2 separate regions of the Macaca mulatta genome follow, and region 1 is linked to region 2. The links are chromatin contacts, called in public Hi-C maps. All regions are on one chromosome and are shown on one strand. Each heading gives the region's core, a stretch centred on a gene start, on an enhancer-like site or on the middle of the called end of the contact. The rest is flanking DNA. Distances are from core to core; before and after follow the strand shown. Region 1 overlaps SPTLC3 (serine palmitoyltransferase long chain base subunit 3). Region 2 holds the start of NDUFAF5 (NADH:ubiquinone oxidoreductase complex assembly factor 5).

Region 1 (3,236 bases), core at 13-2,512, 670 kb after region 2:
GCCATTCATGGCATGGAGCTCTGACAGGTGGAGAGAAGTAGTGATCTGGAATTTCATCAGGAAAGTCTTGAAAGGACAGACTCCTCCAAGTTAGGCTGTTCACTGTGCATCTATAGTGGCTCCAAACTCAAAGTGAGCAGAACAGCAAAACTCTGCTGGCTCTGGACAGACTGTTAGCAGTTTCCTTGAGTGGAAAGAGGGGATCACAGCCTGGCAGCAACCTCCAATTAGCAGAGGGGAATTTGTAGGACACTTTGTGAGGAAAAGGCTCTGAGGTCAAAACAAAACCTCTGTTTTCTCTGGTAGTATCATCATGCTAAACCATTTTTTCCTCCTTGTTTTCAAGTATATTTCATTACATGACTCATCTAGTTGCTAATATATAAAGCTCTGACCTTGACCCATTCCATAAAGATTTCCAGAACCTCCCAGACACTGTTATTGGAAATGCAGCCCCTCTACACCAATATTAACATCATTTAAAAAGAGAGTTAAGAGCCAGATTTTTAAATCTTTTTTTCTAGATTTTTGGAGCTAACTGATTATTTTCAAATTTCAGGGTTTACTGAGAACCCTGTGGGCACAGTGAAATTGAAATTATATACAGTTTCAGAAAAACAGCAAGTCTGAATGTGTGTACTTTAACTTTTTTATGTTCAATTTTGTTGCTTTTGTATACATTGGTTTAGAATCCTAGCTATTTTGCAATAATCCCCTAAACTGAGATATATGGCAAAGTATCTGGGAGATTATTCGTCTATCAACTGTCTATCTATCTATCTTACAGTACAGTTATCAGAGTTTGAAAACTGTACTCTAATTATTTAAACATACTAGTAGAAGTAGTTTTTCAAACTACTAGTAGAAGTAGTTTTTCTTTAGTATTTGCCCAATCCTATGTTGTTTCAGTTAAAAAGCATAATTTAAACAGACTCAAAGTAAAAATTCTTCACAAAATTGTCTAAAGTTCATAGGAATACAATATATAATTTGACTTGAAATTATACATAATAAAAATTAACATAATTAAAAAGAATTAAAGGTACAAAGGAACAGATACCTAAGTTCCATTAAATCAGGAGCTCATTAGGCCGAAAGGAAGCCTGTTTACCCAGGTTTGTCACAGTCTCATCAAAACCATAGGTGTGTATCTGGCTGATTTTTAAGTCATCAGAGATACATGCATTTTCTTAAGTGCGCTCCTGCTCACCGCCCAGGTCTTGGAAACAGTCCTATGTTTTCAAGGTTTTGCATCTTGCTGTTTTAGGGCGGTAGATCTCAGGGGAGGCTAACGGGTCTCTGCCAAACACCTCTAATTCTTGCTGCCATCTAGTGGTAAATTTAGACACTGCAGTGCAACATGAGGGGAAGAGAAGACAGAGAAAGGTGGGGAGGAAAAAGGAGGGAGAGGAAAGGGAATGAACGATGCGACCCTCTGGATGTAAATATGCACAAAACGAGCATTTTAAAAGGTAAGAAAAGGAACAGATGTACATACTTTTTCTGCATCCGGATTAATGTAAATAATGGTAATTTTCACAATTGCTCGGTATCTACGCCAAATGAGTAGAAATTGTGTACACAGGAACATCTACACCTTAAAGATACTCTTGCTAATGTCAGAATGGAGAGCATGGGCCGGGCGCGGTGGCTCAAGCCTGTAATCCCAGCACTTTGGGAGGCCGAGGCGGGCGGATCACAAGGTCAGGAGATCGAGACCACAGTGAAACCCCGTCTCTACTAAAAATACAAAAAAAAAATTAGCCGGGCGCGGTGGCGGGCGCCTGTAGTCCCAGCTACTCAGGAGGCTGAGGCAGGAGAATGGCGGGAACCCGGGAGGCGGAGCTTGCAGTGAGCCGAGATCGCGCCACTGCACTCCAGCCTGGGCAACAGCGTGAGACTCCGTCTCAAAAAAAAAAAAAAAAAAAAAAAAAAAAAAGAATGGAGAGCATGAGAGAGAATCATGGTGAACTGGTCTTTACTTCTGCTAGTCACGAGCCTTTGTTTAAAGTGGGTATCAAATGAAGGCACTCTAGGAGGAAAAATGTGACATGCACCAAATTTGACAACATTTCAAGGATTGGCTTGCTTCAGTTTATTCAGGTGCCTTTGGTTCAGGAAACAGAGTTACGCTTGGTTAAAAATTTTGAAGTTCAGAACTGCTGCTAAAGTAATCACAAAACCACGAGCTCACAAGGCAATGTAGCCGGGATCAGGGAGCTCCTAAATTTGAGACCCTCTGATCCTACTGCTTCGGCAGTCTAGGAAGGGAACATTTAACCTTTCACCAGATTTAGCTGAATTTTGTAAGATCCTGGGCATTCCCAATGGTTTTAGCATTACCTGGCTAATTCCCACAGGCAAGTGGAGAGGGGATGAAAAACAATGCTTTGAACCCGAAAGAAAGCAGTGTTTATTGAAGGGTAAAAACCACTTACAACTCTGAACATTTTAAGCATCTGTGCATTTCATGGCAGAGCCAGTGGCCAGAATTAAATCTGTTGTTTTAAATCATGAGCTTTCAATGAGAGGACTGTTTTCTGCTGCACTTCTTGGTTTGTCTAACTGGTTTACCAGAAATTCCTGTTCATCACAATAGGTAAGGAAGTGGGGATTTTTGTTGATACCACTTGCATGCACTGGTTTTGGGCCTGGTGTGCCATCCTAAGCTGAGCCAACATCACTGTCACGCTCTTTGGGACAGGTGTAGGTTTGTCTGAGATAGGTGTCAGAATTTGGACGAGGCTGTCCTCTCATTGGTCGGATAACTGGCTCCTTTATCTCTCAACCCCAGGTTTGAATATTGGACTTTCTTTGTCCCTTTCCTTTCCCTCCTTTTAAATTTCTCTCAAGTATTTATTGTTTTATTTTCACAAACCTCTTGGTGATATTGACCAAGTGGACTCAAGATCCTTGACAGGGCCAACATTCACTTAACAATCTAATCCCAGCAGATAAGAATTTTTAAGGCATATTGATAAGATACTGGAGAAAGGCAGGATTTGACCTATGGTTTATGCAACATTATGGAAAGAATTTTTTTTTGCAGAGAAAATTTCTTAAAAGTACATTCCTGCCACCGTTTTGATTACAACTCTTAAAACCCACAACTCGTAACACAGGGTCAGCCTCCCTAATAACTAACATTTGCCTACTGTTGCTATTACCTTCCTTGTGTTTTTTAATGCCACAAACCCCAAACTGCTTATAGTTTTCAGAACATCCCTTATCACTTC
Region 2 (3,363 bases), core at 549-3,048:
TCATTCTTTTTTTTTTTTTTTTTTTTTTGAGACGGAGTCTCGTTCTGTTGCCCAGGCTGGAGCGCAGTGGCCGGATCTCAGCTCACTGCAAGCTCCGCCTCCTGGGTTCACGCCATTCTCCTGCCTCAGCCTCCCGAGTAGCTGGGACTACAGGCGCCCGCCACCTCGCCCGGCTAGTTTTTTGTATTTTTTTAGTAGAGACGGGGGTTTCACCGGGTTAGCCAAGATGGTCTCGATCTCCTGACCTCGTGATCTGCCCGTCTCGGCCTCCCAAAGTGCTGGGATTACAGGCTTGAGCCACCACACCCGGCCTGTATATCATTCTTAATATGAACACCCTATGTTTATTATAAAAAGAACTCTTCATATACTTTATTTGTTCTAGTCCCACAAATTGGCAAGGCCTCAATCAAGTTGGAATCCAGGTACTTTCTTTGGAGGAGAAAGGGCTACGAGCTCACATCTTCCAAGTACACGACATCAGCAGTGTAGTCCGTGCACCCTGCCTTACAAATAGGATCCAGAAAATTTATTGGTAGTAAACTTCCTACGTCTATACTAGACATTATCAGCCTAAGACTTCCTGAGAAACAGACACCCTGTCAATCATCTGATCAGACGTGTGCTTGCACAGAGCTCTGCTCAAGCTAGGCGTTCAGTAACTGTTACATTATACTTGACTCCAATTTTGTTCCACTCCTGAATAAAAATTTACTGAGGACTGAACTTGGGAATGCGTGTCCTCAAAGTAGAAACCCTCAGTCTTTGGCCCATCTGGGCAGGGAGAAAGAGGTTTCTCAAACGGGCCAAGACAAATTAGAGATCTTAATTTGATCTTCCTAAAACATAAATCAGATCACTGATTAAAAAGAACTTCACATTCCCCTAGAGCAGTGCTAACAAAAAATGAGAGCCACATATGTAATTTCAAATTTTCCAGAAGCCACATAAGTAAAAACGAGAGAAATTTAATTTCAAATTTTAATTGAAATTTAATTTTACATTTATATTTAATATATTTCATGGAACCGAATATATCAGAAATACCACTGCCAACATGTAATCAATATAAAAGCTATTAATGAGCTATTTTACATCCTTTTTTCATGCTAAGTCACTATACTCGTGTGTATTTTACACTTACAACATCTCAATTGGACTAGTCAACTTTCAAGTGTTCAACAGCCACATGTGTGGCCGGCAGTTACCACACTGGCTGGACAGCGCAGATACAGAAGAAAACCCCAAGTCCCTATCCTTCAAGGCCCTGATGATTTGGACCCTCCTGACCTCCTCTCCCACTCTCCCTCTCTGGAGCTTCACTGGAGGCCTCTATCGGCCTCAGGGACGTTGCCGAAATGAATGAAAGCACGTTACAAATATCCGAAGCTGGGCCTTGCGAGATTACAGTACAGGCCGAGAGAGGCAGGGCTGCCAGTCAAGGTCAGACGGCGAGGTGGGGTGAGGTCGGGGCCTAGCCGGAGCTCGCGGAGAGGAAAACAAGCCTCCGCGTCGTCCGCCCCACCGCCCAGCCGGCTCACCTCCTCCTTCAGGTAGTCAAACTTCGTAGGCTCCGGCTGCCGGGCCGCCCAGTTCTTCTGTTTCCTTTTCAAATCCCGGTCGAAGATATTTAGCGCTCTGAGCGAGGTGCTCCCGCGGGGAGAGACACCAGAGGTGATTTCCCTACGGCCAGGGTTCTCCGCTGAGACCCTTGCCGCCCAAGGTCGCCGACATAAGCGCCACAGACCTGCCGGCCGCAGCATCTCCAGCTGCTACACCAATTGCCGGCACTTTTTGTCGTGCGCATGCGCCAGAGCGGCTTTTGTGCCTACTCCGAAGATCACAGAGGGATCGTGCAAGTAGTTTGGCCTACTTCGCTTGCCGTTACGGCAGAGCGCCACGCGGAGGATTGTGGGTGTGATCCCCCATGTGAGGCTCGGGAAGGACTCCCGACGGTAAGTGGGCATAAGCTCGAGTTGAAGAGCTTGAGGGGTCGTAGGTGTGGCGCAGGGGAAGAACTAGTCTCTAACAGGATCTCCTTCGGATCTGCGAGGGGTTTTGCCCCTCCTCCTGAGCCTTTTCGGCCTCCTTTTCAGGGTCGCTTCTCAAATCAGTCTGTTAGCTGTCCCCCTGCGGTACGGAAGGTGGGAAGGAGACCCTCGTTCAGGGGCCAGCCTTGTGTTCGCATTAGAGAGCGGGCAGAAGGGGAGGGTGGGCTGCGGGGATGTGGGCGCATGTCGGAAGTGAGGTCTGGTCGCCTTCCCCTCTCTCGAATTATCTGACAACGAGTGCTTTCGTTGTAAACATTTACAATACATACATTACTTCTGCTTGTTGGGGTGGTACCTACCTCGTAAGATTGCTCGGAGTGTTAAGTGCTGTAATAAATCGAAAGATGTATAAATGCACCAGCGATAGCTTCAGTTTTTCCTGGTTAGTGTAATTAAAAGGACTTGATTTTTGAATAAGGAATGCTGGCCTTTAAATTTTTTTTTTTTTTTTTTTTTTTTTTTTTGCTGTCAATAACGACTTTTGGCTCTTTGCAAAATTCCCATGCAGAGATGCTAAACAATTAGGGACTATTCACAAGGGAGCAATATTGCAATATTAATTTATACATACATATATATATGTTCTAGTGTGTTTTGGGGGGATCAACTCATTTGGGCCTTCATCACTTGTAGGATAAGATATTATAGAAATAAGTGATATTTATTAACTGGAGTGAGACTTTACGTGGAGATTCAAGTTTACTGTTTTATTTATTTTTAAACTTTTTATTACTTTTGAAGGATGATTGTATTTAAAGAGGGAACTTTGTGAGCTAAACCTGAGTTGATTTTGGTCGGTTTAGTTAGGATGCTAGCCTTATAGAACTAAAGGCTGTTGGCAGTAGCAGGAGATAAGGAGTAGCAGAATGAGACCAGAATGTGAAGAAACAAATGAGGCCAACTGAGGCTAGGGAATCTTACTTTTTTTTTTTGGTAGACAGGGTCTTGCTCTGTTGCCCCAGCTGGTGTGCTGTAGTGCCCTTAGGCTCACTCTAGTCAACACCTCCCGGGTGGAAGTGATCCTCTTGCCTCAGCCTCCAGAGTAGCTGGGACTACAGGCGCCCACCATGCTGGGCTCATTTTTCTATTTCTTGTGGGGTTTTACCATGTCACCCAGGCTGGTCCTGAACTCCTGGGCTCAACTGATCCACCCACCGTGGCCTCCCAAAGTGCTGGTGAGCCACCTCGCCCAGTCTAGGGAATCTTAATTACATTTGCTTTCAATTAGTAACACATACAGGTATACAGATAGAAATTCTAAGTGAGAACAATGGACATATATTTGTTCCCCTCCATAAAGCCCTGGGATTCT

The links. A called contact is a pair of places that touch in the nucleus more often than the background predicts.
Region 1: a contact with region 2 is called in a Hi-C map of fetal cortex germinal zone, with 4 times the contacts expected there. The contact joins the enhancer-like site here to the promoter of NDUFAF5 in region 2. A contact is called at or near these places in 3 of 14 Hi-C or Micro-C datasets (blood, fetal cortex germinal zone and fetal cortical plate).

Annotation. Positions count from the first base shown.
Region 1 is chr10:70,912,284-70,915,519 of T2T-MMU8v2.0, forward strand. The region is part of intron 8 of SPTLC3 (serine palmitoyltransferase long chain base subunit 3); the gene reads right to left. Among named protein-coding and RNA genes, the nearest start is that of ISM1, 100 kb to the left of the region's middle. Within about 2 kb of position 1,263, at least 2 of the 40 cell types and tissues checked have an H3K27ac peak or open chromatin away from gene starts, as enhancers often do. A contact at or near this core is called in fetal cortex germinal zone and fetal cortical plate, where this site is marked.
Region 2 is chr10:70,241,061-70,244,423 of T2T-MMU8v2.0, forward strand. It overlaps NDUFAF5 (NADH:ubiquinone oxidoreductase complex assembly factor 5), which reads right to left and starts at 1,799. Exons shown (of 12, transcript XR_013399743.1): 1 at 1,542-1,799. ESF1 (ESF1 nucleolar pre-rRNA processing protein homolog) reads left to right here. Exons shown (of 15, transcript XM_077951185.1): 2 at 1,932-1,955.